Regions from separate parts of the Anas platyrhynchos genome. Here region 1 is linked to region 2. The links are chromatin contacts, called in public Hi-C maps. All regions are on one chromosome and are shown on one strand. Each heading gives the region's core, a stretch centred on a gene start, on an enhancer-like site or on the middle of the called end of the contact. The rest is flanking DNA. Distances are from core to core; before and after follow the strand shown. Region 1 holds the start of SETD3 (SET domain containing 3, actin N3(tau)-histidine methyltransferase). Region 2 holds the start of YY1 (YY1 transcription factor).

Region 1 (7,018 bases), core at 3,694-6,193, 530 kb after region 2:
TATCTCTGAGGAGAACAGAAACCTCTCCAAATTAAAGGCTATTTTAAACCCAAATATTCTCCGTATTTATTTTGGGCAGAAGGGTGGAAGTGATGTTTAGAATTCCTTTTCCTACATGGAACAAAGAACCGAAAGAGACACAGCATAAAAGTGTCAAATACACAGAACTACAACAACAACAAAAAATACTCCCACCACATTTCTTCATGGAGTTTTATATCTTTCCTGCACTTATATGAGCCATTTGTAACAATTGCAAAAGAAGTTTAGTTTTACTAAGCCAGAAGCTCTAAACTCGAAACTTCTTAATACTTTAAAGATGATACTCTCTTATTTGACTTAGGATTTGCTGTTCTTAAAACCACATTAAAACTGCCAACTATGATTTAAATCTTGATAGCATTTCTAGATCCGTCCACAATGACTCAAGTTTAATTTCATTTGCAAAGTAACAACAGAATTCACATGAAATCAAACAAACTTTTTCTACCAACATTTACTGCAGTAAGCTCCCCAAACTACTTGTATTGGTAAGAATTATTTTCATAGTTACCTACCAGGTCACCCAAAAGAGCCATAAATGCATGTTGAATGTGCAATTTGGAACAACTGAAAATCAGTCACTGCTCTAAGGAATGTCACTTTGCTGGAGTATAATAGGATAAAATCTATTTCAACATGAGGTTTTTTTAATTTTTTTTTTTATTTTTTTTTACCTTTGGATCATCTCCAAACTGTCCAAACTGTACATCATTTAGCAAGCTACGGGCTGTTTTAATTATATCTTTACATTTCTTAGGTGTTTCTTCAACTTTTCCTGCCAGAAAGAGACAGCAGGCTCCTGTCACCTAAAAGAGAAAGTGCTTTCAAAGTTATCTGCATCTGGACATGCAATACAGTGTAGCACTGTTAAAGCACTGGCAGTTTCTATTAACAGATCCATAGAAGTTTCCCAGAAAACACTTAATAAGCATATTAATTTTTAACATTATTACAGTGTTAATTTAATCTTTTCTTTCTCAAAGCAAAACACAGAATTTTGAGGACTGTCCATTTTACAAAACTTTATTTCATGGTTAGACACCCAAAGCAGAATTAGTCTTGTTTCAGCACTGTCTTTTAAGCAGTTTTAGGATGGTAATTCCACTTTTTTTTTTTTCTTTTAGCCATACAACAGTACCAGAACTCTTGCCTCGTACTTCTAAAGAACAGTATCAGCAAGACATAACCACACTGTCAATATAAATACATTTACAACCACAAATAAAATGTATAAATAAGCAGGCAGGTGCAGCATATTTAAAGCTGCGTTGATTAAAAGATAAAATGTTTGTTTTTCATCATCCAGAGTTGCAGCGAGCAGTAGTACCCAATCGACTTGTTACTTCAAACAGCCCATGGTTCGTGTAATCACAGTATTAAGCAATCAATATTGCAAATACTTACGTATCTCGGGAATTGTTTGAAGGAATGGAACATATAAAACCGATGGAAATAAATTATGCCGGTTGCTAGAGTATCATAGTGTCTGTGGTACAGAATAAGGAATTTCAAACAAGCCGTAAAATTTAAACCCAAGCATATACAACGGAAAAGATGCACCCTGCTATATCAAGTTCCTCAGGTAATTATCCATTCAGTGACCTGATAAAAAACACCGCAAGTAAAACAGTAGCTTTAGGAAAAAAGCTACAAACCCCCCTAAGACTGTGTAAATACTGTGATTCAACCCTGATAAAGCTGATACCTAAAGCATTTATTGGAAGCATGCAAAGCCCTGATCACCTCCATGCGTGGTCATCCACATGATAAACCACACCTGCTTCAAAAAAGGTCCAAAATGGTGGTAAGTACGTAAAGGAGCAGAAGAACAATCACTTCGCCTGAAAAATGTTACTGTGGAAAATGGTTACTAATTATTCACAACTACAAATGTAACAAAAATAGGAACCTGCTCTTCTCTTTAAGGAGAAATGTACAGTTTCATCTTCACCAGGTTAAACAAAGAAATTCTCGTAAACTCACGAGATTACAAGAAGTACCAAAAATGCAGGAAGTAAAGTTTAAGTGGCAGTCTGTGAGAAAGTGAGACAGCAGGGAGAAATTACTTAAATGTATACAGATCTGTAAATCTGAACCTAAACAACAACAACCAAAAAAAGAGACAAGGAGGGGAAAGGTGGGAATATACCAGAAGCTCCAGAGGCAAAACATGTAGAAGAATGAATGGAAAATTCAAGATTTGAGAAATTATGTAGATCCACGTGATAAGGGACCACATCTGGTTACAGCCAGAATATCCATAATTAGCAAGACTGTATCCCCTGACTTCTCTGTTGCCCAAGGGCTTGAGATGAAACCTTCACTATTCCAACAAATGGCTAAAAGCTACATAGAAACACATTACATCAAAAGTCATTTAAGCTCAAAAACATTTTTCATCATGATACAACAACATTTTAACAACTAACTACATGTATAATGCTATTTCTCTTTTATTCTTAAACCCCCATTTGTCAATATATTTCATGCCACCATGAGTTTAAAGGATACAGCCCTAAACGTGTTCCGACATCGAATATGAATCTGGCCCCCTCCCTGCGGTACCGTGCCTCAGTAGCTGGATCAAGCCCCTCTAGCTGCGAAGGTGTATGTGCCAAGTCCTTCTTATCCCAGTACCAACATGGCTTTGTATGGTCCAGGTTTGCCAAGTTTACAGAAGGGCTGGAGTTTTCTTTGTTCTCCTTCATTTATTAAAACAGAATTGTTCTTGCTCGATAAATTTTCAGAAAAGAAGTCTCTGGCGAGTAGCTTCAGATCCTTTAAGAAAAGCAGAAGGGATTTCTTTAAAAATGAAGAGGATGTTTTTTCCACTGAAAGATAAGTCACATTTAACCTCGTCTTATCTTCCCCACATAGTGCAACCACAGTTCAAAAAAATAAAAATAGGTTATTTTTGCTATCACTTGTTTAATAAAGAAACTTTGAGAATGCCTTACAAAAAATATCTGCTAGTTGTCAACAGAACAGCTTTCCCTTACTTTGTCCACAAAATAATGAAAAACAATCCAAGGACGGTAGCAGGAAGATTTGAAAAGTTGGGGTGGGGGCACAAAATCAGATCACTGTTCATAATTAGGACATGCACACATTAGGTCAGTCTGAACGGCAATTTAAACATCCAGCTGGGTTCCTGAATGTAACCGGATGGTAAGATGGCAGCAACCACCTCCAAAAAACTTTTTGAAGTGGTCTGTACTTGAGTTACTTCAAGAAAAAACAGTACCAAATTACTGTTCTGTCACATACAGAGATTAACACAACTGTTGTGAGCCTGAATGTTAAGGCACCATCAAAAATCCCCTCTAAAACAAGGCGGCTGATTACAGGCAGCGTGTGCCATTTCCCTACGTTGATCAGCATTTCACGTATCTACAGTGACACCATGGTGCTCTGCAAACAGCTTCCTGCTATTTGCGCTATGAGTGATGTCCGGCCACGCCACAATTTAAGGAGAGAATGAACACTGCCTTGGCACTTTTATTTCTTTCAGGCACAAGTCTCTTTTTATCGTAACTCAATAAACTGTGCAGACACCATGCACAAATTACTGTGCATGTAGTCACCGGTAAGGCTTCCAGTAAGAAATGCAGATTAAAATATGATGCAACAGACTTGCTCTAAGCAAAGCAGTCAGCGGAAGACCCGAGTGCAAGCTCGTTAAAATTAAGCTGTTTAATTTTCCAGAAGTCTTCCTTCTGAAAACGGATGAAAGATCACACAAACAACCAAAAAAAAGTAAAAAAAGAAAAAAAAAAAGTGCTGGTGTAATACATCTCTCTCCCTTAGCTTCAGGAAGTTTCTTTTTCAGAAGAGAGGAAACCACCTTGGTGCCAGGTCGGTTTGTGGAGGATCTTCATGTCCTGCGGTATCAGTGATAGATCAATGCAGATAGTGGGAGTTACAAGTAAATGAGTGATCAATACAACTGCTGTTATTAAGAAACAAGGAAATGATCAATACAATTTCTTCTATTTATAAATAAATGATCGATACAACTTCGGTTATTTATAAATAAGCGAATAGCCAGTACAACCTCTATTATTTACAGTTAAACAAATGATCTTGTTCTCTATAAATAACCCAGCGCTCAGGATGATTTCTGTCACCTCTCAGCAGGCGAGCAGCCCCTCACAGCCCCCCCAGCCCCCCCCTCACTCACCGATCGGCCGCGAGCTCCGCAACCTGCGAGGAAGGAGCCGTGCAGCGGTCACCTTCCTTCGTAACGCCCCAAACGGCTCCAACCGCCCCCCGAGCCCCCCGAACCGCCCCGCACCCAGCGCCGGCCCCTCACGGCCCCTCACGGCCCCTCACCGCCTCGTCCCGGCGCCCCGCCCGGCAGGAAGCCGCCGCCTCAGCGCCGCCCCGCGGTTCCCCTCAGGCCTCCCGGGGGTGCCCGGAGCCCCCTCCCCCGCCGCCGGGAGCGGCCGCCCAGAGCCGGCCCCTGGAGCCCCTACGGGCGGCGCGGCCTCGGCGCCCTGCGCGCCGCCATCTTGGGGAGCACGGCCTGGCCGCCCGGGCGGCAGCGCGGCGGTGGAGGGGCGGGGCGGCCTCAGCCCGCTGGCCAATGGGAAGAGGAGGGACTCCCCGCCGCGGCCAATCGCGTGTCGCTCAGCCGCTGCGGAGCGCCAGGAGCAGGCGCGCTGCGGACCAATCGGAGAGGAGGAGGGGGATGATTGCGAGCCGCGTGAGCTAATAGGAAAGAGGAGGCGTGGGCTTAAGGCCCAGCCAATAGGAGGGGCGTGCGGGGGCGCCGCCGTGCCCTTTTTTAGGGCCGGCAGCGGCAGGGGGGGCGGCTTGAGGCGCGGGTTGGCTGCGGCGGGGGGCGTGGCTTCGGCTGGGCCAATGGCGAGCGCGGGCCGGGGCCGGAGGGGCGGGGCCGCGCCGCGCGCTGGGAGTGCGGGGCTGTGAGGCGGGGGGGGGGGGGAGCTGGGCCGCCGCCTCCCCACCCGCGGGCAGCGGCGTCCGGGGCGCGGCGCTCGGCTCCGCTCGGCTCCCTTCGGCCGCGCTCGGCTCCGCTCGGGCTCGGCGGCGGCGCGGGAGGTAAGGCGGGGGCCGCGGCGCTGCCCTCACCCCCTCCCTGCCCCCCCCTCCCTTCCCCTTCCCGGCCCTGTGGTGCCGGAGCCCCCCTCCCCCCCCCCCACCTCAGGGCCCCGGGCCCAGCAAATGGCGCCCGCCTGCCCCGGGCCGCGCTGCTGCCGGCCTCGCCTCGCGCCCCAACGGCTGCTAACGGCTCCTAACGGCTGCCGGGCCCCGCGGCTGTCAGGGCTGGCTGCAGCCTGCCCTCACCAGCCGGCCCTCGCAGCCCCCTGCCGGCCCGGGGGGGTGCTCGGGCTCCGTGTCTGCTCCCTCCGCTGGGCTTGCTCCCGGGCACAAAGTTTCTCTGAAATAAAGTTAAAACGAAGCCGCTTTTCGCCCCTTTAAGCCCCCCACAAGCACCTGTCTCCTCAGGCGGCGGCTTCACCCCGCGGCTTATTGCTGCCCGTGTTAACCTAACCTCTTGTGTTTTCTGCTTTCAGTTGCAAGCTCTTTTTTCTTTAAAAAACAAACAAAAAAAAGAACAAAATCCTGCGTAGTGTTTTGAAGCTGATGTAGGTGAGTAAACAGCTGGAGCATCCTGTGGGGCCGGTACCTGGTGTAAAATACCGAGCAGGAGTGTGAGCTGTGTGGTGGGCGCAGGGGCAGGGTGTGCCCCGAGCTGTGCTCACTTGGGTAACTTAATATGGTCGGGGCTCAAGCGTGTCAGCTTGTGCTTCAACAGGGCTTTGGGTATGTCTAGCTGGCTGGGCTGGCATGCCATTGAAAATACCTCCTTGGTATGGGGTGGCTAGGGTTGCATTTAGGGCCCTGGGGGAAGGAATCTGGGAAGGAGCCTGGAGCCTTGTGTAGTTTGTCTGGTACTGCTTCCAGTTTGAGGCGGCCTGGTCTGTACACTGAGCTCAGATCTCAGTCGTTGAATACACCTCTAACTTCAGTATCACATGTAATTTAGAAATAAAACATCTTGTTCCATAGAAAATGTACAGATTAATGGCATTTTTACTGTTATAGATCTGTCTGCTGCATCTCAGATTTCAAGCTTTACCACAACTGTGCTCATTGTATAGTTAAACTGGCATGCTGGGTTGTCTTCAACAAATGAGTGGGTTTAGTGGTTGCTCTTTGAAAGAAAGAGGCAATTTGAGAACTTCTGAAATCTTGGGGGCTCTGTATCTACTATCAGAGTGTCATGGCCTTTGGCACTCGTTAAAGGACATGTCACAATGTCTGTGGCTTAAGCACCAAGCCTCTTCAGAGGCCTGTGCTGTTTGGTCTGTCTGTGTGCTGATGGCTGCAGTCAACCAGGGTGACTTGCTTCATTCTCAATTAGAAGCTATATTTTGATGAAATTAGCTTAATAAACAAGCAAAAATAGTACCTAATTTCATTAACTTGCTCAAAAGGAATTTGGGGAAGAAAAAAAATCTGTGGTAGTCCTTGGGAAGAGCTCAAATCAAGCAAAGCAATGAAATGGCAAAAGCCTATTGGCAAAGCAGTAGGGTTTAACAGTCTATTTACTTGCCTCTTTTCTCTGAAGAGTAAATATTTTTACTTTTCTGGTCAAATAGTTGTCTGAGGAGCTGGTTCAAAGGGGAGGCAATAGGACTATTAATCATTAAGAAAGAGCCTGAATTGTTTCCTGTGGCAGCTAGTAAGTTATCTTCCCTTGAAGGTTGGTGAGGTGTTTATAGTAAGAAGCATTCCTTCTGCATAAGAAAGCTCGTGGGGGGGAGGAGAGTGTGGAGATGTGAATGTGCAGTAGTGTGGTTATTAGTATAATAGTTTGGAATTAGCAAGTTGATAAGCGGTAGTAGTTATGAAATACATGCTTAGATTTGAGATCTTGCTTTGGATTTAGCCACTCTTCTTTGTCCTTTAGCATTTTGTGTTACTTCTGAATTAAATATAAACTTCTGGT
Region 2 (6,456 bases), core at 2,538-5,037:
AGAGCAACTCCAAAGTAACCACATTAACGAGACCAGGATCGAGCAGTCCACTCTAATCACATCAGTGGATATTTCACATGCTATTCCTACACCTTTCAAGAGGTGTTATGAGGTATGTTAAATGCTTCGGGACAAAGATTTATGACTGGCTACATTTGGTACAGCTAATGTAGCAGCACTAGAAAACAGTAACGAGTAATTAATCCACATTGTCTTTGCACACTGCGGTGAGCAAAGCGCCCTTGTTCCCAGTTCAAATACCCAAGAACAGCAATATAGGACTCATTGTTTTAGCTCGATGCATGGTCTTGTTTACTGGTCATCTTTCGATAAACTTTTTGTTAAATATCTCAAACAGTCCATTAGATCAGTGTGTAAGCAAGTCTTTAATTAAGTCAAAAAACAGAGGCAAAACAACTATCTTTGTTCAAAATAAAGCATGCCTGATTCTGCAGGGAAACTTTAGTACAACTATCCTTTTGTAAGCAGGTAGTTTAATCAGGGATTTTTTTTCCTTCCATTTCTGCCTCTTTTGGATTTTTTCTGGCATTCACCACCCCCCCAAGTTTGAGAAAACACATAATGAAGCACCAAAAGTTAAGTGTTTGACCACAAACCACTCCAGACCACTTTTAAAACATTCAGTAAACTCTCTAAGAGGTATAAAAGCCTACCCGACAAGCTCAGTAAACTTCACTCTTAGCTGAAGAGGTTAAACCAAAGGCTGTTTCAAGCTCAGGGTGGGAGGGTGCACAGTATAGGGGGAGGAGGCTCATGCGCATGCGTGCAGGGAAGGAAAGTCAAACTTGAATATTTTTTTCTTTGTTAAGTATATTGTGATTCTGCTTTTGGGGAGTTTGTGGGCTTTTTTGCCTCTTGAATTCAAGTTAGCAGAGGTATTCTGTATCTTTCTGCAGCATGAATATAACTGAACTGAATGTACCAATGCAATTCAATCCCCAGTGCATTACAAGTGGAGATCGTTCTGGCTGAGCTTGCGTGGTCATGATCACAAAGAAGAAAACCACTGCAATCAATAGGGCTATCCTGATGTAAGAGTTGTGTAAGCTGGAATAGAATCAGATGCATTGATTACACACACGCTTCGTTTCAGTCAAGCAATAATCAGCACGCAGCTCTACGGAAGCATCCTATCAGGCACTCTGAATCTGAGTACAAGCGAGGCCCTATATCCTGCCAGCTCACGAGCCACACATTGACTTGCTTTCAGCTACCTTAGGTACTTTCCACAAACCAGAAGACTATGTATTTTATTCTCTTTTGTCTTTCTTGCACAGTCAGTTTTAAGAAGAGACAGCATGCGAATTTAATTCAGGTCACGTCCATCGATAACACAGAAGCATATAGAACCCCATTCTACTGAACAGCAATTCAGGAAACTCCGAACTGAAAGTTCTCTGTTCATCCAAAAGCAGGGAACTCTGATCAGGCTCATTAGCTAGCCAACTAAGTGTATATCAGCGGTGTCACATGCTCTGGCAAACTTGCTAAATAATCGCCTATATTAAAGAAAGTGAAAATCAGAATCGCTGTTCTCTGCGTCTTTTCAGACAAAAGAATCCAGTTGTTCAATATACTCTTCCTTCAGCACTCCCCTTACTAATAAAGCTACTGGTCACTCACAAGCATCACATTCTGCCAACATTTTTTTTTTTTTTTTTTAACTACTACTTCGGCAGTTTAACCAATATCTGATACCCTGCTACAAATTAAAAAGCGCACAAGAACTATGATAGGCAAAACCGAGTACTGGCCTATTAGCCGTACTAATTTAAGTAGTTCATGAAGTGACCGCTTTTTGCCCTTATGTAACTTTAGCCCAGAACTTTGCCTACAGAGCCTTAGCTTCCAGTGACACAATTCTTTGTGAAAACAGAAAACAAAGCAAGAAAACCAGCCACAGCGTACCGCTGACAAAAGAAATACATCCTTCCCCTTATATATTTTGAAGCAAAGGGTCAGGAAACCGTTGGCGGCTTAAATGGGAAGCGCATGTCAGGTTCATCCCGAGCCCTGCAGATAACACCGGGCATCTTCACCTGACTTCCCTGCCTCCCTGAGACACTCCCACGGAAAGCGACTGGGAAACGCGCGCTCCCACACCGAAAACACACGCTTTCACCCCAAAAACACACGCTGCCAGCCCGCTCGGACCCCGCTGCCACCCACCCCCCTCCCGGCCATCCCGGCTCCCCTCAGCCGGCAGCGGGGGGGCCGCCCCTCGCCTAACGGGCGCGATCGGCACCCAGGCGGAGCGAGAGGAGCGGCGGCCGGGACCGGGAGCCGAGGAGGAGAAGGAAGGAGGAGGGGGGGGGGGGAGAAGCGGCGGGGCGGGGACGGGCGGAGAGGGGGGGGTTGAAGCGCGGCGCGGCTGGGCTCGCCCCGCACCGAGCGCCCGCCCGCACACCCCGCCTCCCCCTGCTGCAGAAACTACGCCATTGCGGCCTAGTCCTGGAGCCAGCGGCGCGCCGCCGCCGCCCGCCCTCCTCCTCCCTCCCTCCTCCCTCCCGCACCCCCTCAGCCGCCGCCATCTTGGCGGCCGCCGCCATCTTTCCTTCCCCCCGCCGCGGAGCCGGGCAGGAGCAGCGGCGGCGGCAGCGCAGCCCCCGCCATCTTTTCGGGGAGCCGCCATACTTGCCCTGGCGAGGAACATGGCGGCGCCCATCGCACACACCAAAACATGGCCTCCCTTCAAAACAACGCCGGCCGCCGGCGGCCGGGCGGCCCGAGGGGCTCGGGGAGGGCGGCGGGGGGGCGCGCACTTACCCGAGGCCCACATGGTGACCGAGAACTCCCCCTCCAGGGTCTTGATCTGCACCTGCTTCTGCTCCCATTTCCTGCCGCCGCCGCCCTCGGCCCCGCCGCCGCCTCCCCCGCTCAGGTAACTCTTCTTGCTGCTCTTCTTGCCGCTGCCGCCCTTCTTCACGCGGCCCCCGCCGCCGGCCGACGAGGAGCCGCCGCCGCCGCTCTTGCTGCCGGCGGCGGCCACGGTGACCAGGGTCTGCTCGATGTACTCGTCCTCGCCGGCGGGGGCCGGCACGGGGATGAGGATCTGGTCCTCGAAGCCGTCGTCGGCGCGCAGTCCGTCCGAGTCGTCCCCGCCGACCACCTCCTCGCGGGTCTGCACCAGGATCACCTCCTGGTGGTGGTGGTGGAGGTGCAGCTGGCCCCCGCCGCCGCCCGCCGCGCCGCCGCCCGCCCCGCTCGGGTCGCCGTCGGAGACGAGCGGCTGCAGGGCGATCATGGGCTGGTGGTGGTGGTAGTGGTGCGGCGGGTGGTGCGGGCCGCAGTCCTCGCAGCACTCGTCCTCCTCCTCCTCCTCCTCGTCCTCCTCGCCGCCCACCACGGTGGTCTCGATGGTCTCCACCGGGATGGTCTCCACCTCGATCTCGTGCAGCTCCACGATCTCGGCCGGCATCTCCGAGCCGTCCGTGGCGATGTACAGGGTGTCTCCCGAGGCCATGGCGGGGGGGAAGGGAGAAGGGGGTGAGGGGGGGGGGGGGAACGGGAAAGGGAGGAGGGGAGGGGAACGGCGCTCGCTCGCTCGCTCGGCGGCCGCCGCGAGGGGCTCGGCTCCGCTGCCCTCAGCCGCCGGCGGGGCTCGGGCGCCTCCCGCCTGCCTTCCTTCTCCTCGCCGCCTCCTCCCCCTTCCACACAAACACCAGCGCCTCGCAGCCAGCCGGAGGAGGGAGGGAGCAGGGAGGAGGGAGGGAGGGAGGCAGCCGCCAGATCCCGGCCCCGCGCCCTCGCGAGACTTCGCGCTGCCGCCGCCGAGACGGCCCCCAGCCCCCGGCAGCCCGCCGGGAACCGCCCCCAGCGCCCAATCGCGCCGCCCGCCTCAACCGGGCAAGGCGAGGAGCCAATCGGGGCGCGCCTTCCCTCGGAGGCCCGCCTCCGCGCGCCGCCGCTGGCCTATCGGGGGGCGCGGCGGCGGCCGGCCCCGCCTCCCTGCTCGCAGCAGCCAATCGGCACCGGGCGGCGTCACCTCTCCGCCCGCAGGCACCGCCCGGCCGTTTAGGCCCCTCCCAGCGCCGAGGCCCCGCCCCGCCCCCACTGCTCGGCGGGGGTTGGGGGGGGCGGGCCCGGCTCGCGCCCCGCCTCGCGCCGCGGGCGGCCGGCAGGTGGCGCGCGCGGAGCCCGACCGTTAACGGCCGCGGCGCGCGCAGGCGCGCGGGAAGCCCGCTGACAGGAAGGGCGGCCCGAGGGGGCCCCGCTGCTGCGCGCCTCCTCTCCGCCGTTATTTTATGTTTTGTACCTTTTTTTTTTTTTTTTTTTCTTTTATTCTCCCAAAGGCGGAGCGCGGGCGCGCTTGGCTTGGGGGAGCTGACGGAATCGCTCCCCTCCAGTCACACTCGGCTCCCCCTTCCTAACACCGGCCAGATCGGGCTTATTGTTGTAAAAGTCCCACAAACGGCGGCTGTTCGCACTTCCTAAGACATTCGCAGCTCGGCACGTGTAAATTTCTCCCCTTTGTAGGGCGATCTCAGCGGCACAGTGAAAATAGTGCCTTTAGTTTTTTAAAATCAGTACCACAAGTGTTTTCTACCTCTCCCACCCTTCAGCATATACCGAAGGCTTTATTTTGCTGCAGCATTCACAAGTGGTTATTTTTCAGTGAACCGCTACACGGAAATGTTCCTCAGCTCAGTGGTTTGCCCACTACATGCTTCCCTTCATCCTGAGCTGGGTGATTTGCCTAAGCAACACACAGTTATTTTTCAGTGGCTGTGAGGATTAGCCATGCATTGTTTTTTCTCTTGAAGAGAGAAGAATACAGCATCAAACAAAAACAAACGCATGAAAGCTGCCCGTTGAAAAGGTGTTTTAAAAGAAATTCTTGCCCTGAGTAGCATCACCAGGTGAAAGAGGACAGGGAAGTCACACACAGGATCTCCCTTGAGAATAGACCAGTCCATACACTCATCTGGAAACCTTTCCTTGGAAATAAAAGTTATTTTTAAGCATCCATAACAAATATGTTTATTATGAAAATATATTCTTTACAAGCTCTAGATTACTTTTTTTTTCTTTTTCTTTTTCCCCAGTTCCTTCCTTAAAATCTGCTGAAGTAAGTTGTGGTGCACCATCAATCCGCAGACAGCTGTTTTTAACTTTTCCTTCATGCACCACCAGCATTGTTTTTTTCTTGGCTCTGCAGAAGTCCTGGGAATAAGTTCATGTCTAACTGAAAGAGCAAAACCGAATTTGTTTACTCTTGGCAAGCCAGCTTCTACCCCCTCCACCTTTCTTTCTTTCGGGTTAACTGGCTCAAGTGCCTGCCTTTCTTCAGCAGGTGGATGGGCAAGGAAAAGCCTTGGGAGATGGGTTTTCATCCCAAAGAGAAAATGTGTTTTGTGTCAAAGAGAAGACAGTTGCAAATCCAGCACAAAGCATATAGTAGCTCCATGCAGTCATCATCTAGATAAGAACGAAAGCTAGGTGATAATGAGATTTGACCTCTTTAATTTTGGTACACGGTCCTATAAAAATAGTGCCACCCACAAATACTTGAGCTACTAGCAATACACTGCATTAAAAAAAAAAAGAGGAAGGGAGGAGTGAAAGGAAGATGAGGAGATACATATGAGGTCTCTGATTTCTGCTCAGCAAGAGATATCTTTCTCTTCTGAACCCCCCTCTGCTTTTACTGTCTGCATACACTTGGCATCTAGCATTACAGAAGATTGTGTGTGCTGGGTCCTTGTCGAGGTTTATCACAACAAATACTAAGCTCAACCTTTAAACAAGACAGTTGATCTTTTCAGTTTCACGTAATCACAAAAGAGCTGAGGCTGCAAAGGAGCTCTGGAGATTGTCCAAACCCCTGCTCAGAAGAGGAGTCACCTGGAGCAGGCTGTGTCCAGTTGGGCTTTGAATACCTCCAGGGATGGAGACCCACAACCTCTTCCCGTTTGACCACCCTCATGGGAAAGAGATTATTTCATTGTGTTTAAGAAGATTTCTTGTATTTTGATTTGTGCTTGTAGCGTTATGTCCTTTCACCGAGCCACAATGAGTGTGGTGCCTCCGCCTTCTTGTTTTTGATTTGTAATATTGTGGTGCAAGCAAGAACAATCCTCTGCAACTCCTGGGGTGCTCAGTGTCTGGATTAGGCCTTAAAGTGTTTGTTACATGCCAACTAGCTGCAGGGAAGTCAGTGGTGCTGTTCCCAGCACAAGACACTGTATGCTTGAGGCATTGCAGCACCCTGGCTTGGAAGAGCTCTTGCGATCCATCTCAGAGATATTCAATACAGCATCAGCAGATGATGGTCAGCACTCAGCAGCATTAGCCACCCAATCAATATTGTGCTTTCTCCCCTCATGTGTTTTTGCTTTCTAGGGTGAACTAGCCGTTCACAGCATCCAGAAATCATAGTTATACTAATCCATTGCGTGCAGAATTCTATTGCATGATGTTTATATAGAAAACTGA

The links. A called contact is a pair of places that touch in the nucleus more often than the background predicts.
Region 1: a Hi-C map of skeletal muscle shows a contact between it and region 2, with 3 times the contacts expected there. The contact joins the promoter of SETD3 here to the promoter of YY1 in region 2. A contact is called at or near these places in 2 of 8 Hi-C or Micro-C datasets (liver and skeletal muscle).

What each region holds. Positions count from the first base shown.
Region 1 is chr5:13,146,425-13,153,442 of IASCAAS_PekinDuck_T2T, forward strand. It overlaps SETD3 (SET domain containing 3, actin N3(tau)-histidine methyltransferase), which reads left to right and starts at 4,944. Exons shown (of 14, transcript XM_027457591.3): 1 at 4,944-5,103; 2 at 5,580-5,655. It overlaps CCNK (cyclin K), which reads right to left and starts at 4,607. Exons shown (of 11, transcript XM_027457936.3): 1 at 4,375-4,607; 2 at 2,554-2,820; 3 at 1,447-1,528; 4 at 717-848. The coding sequence starts at 2,750.
Region 2 is chr5:12,620,614-12,627,069 of IASCAAS_PekinDuck_T2T, forward strand. It overlaps YY1 (YY1 transcription factor), which reads right to left and starts at 3,788. Exons shown (of 5, transcript XM_038179397.2): 1 at 2,788-3,788. The coding sequence starts at 3,484.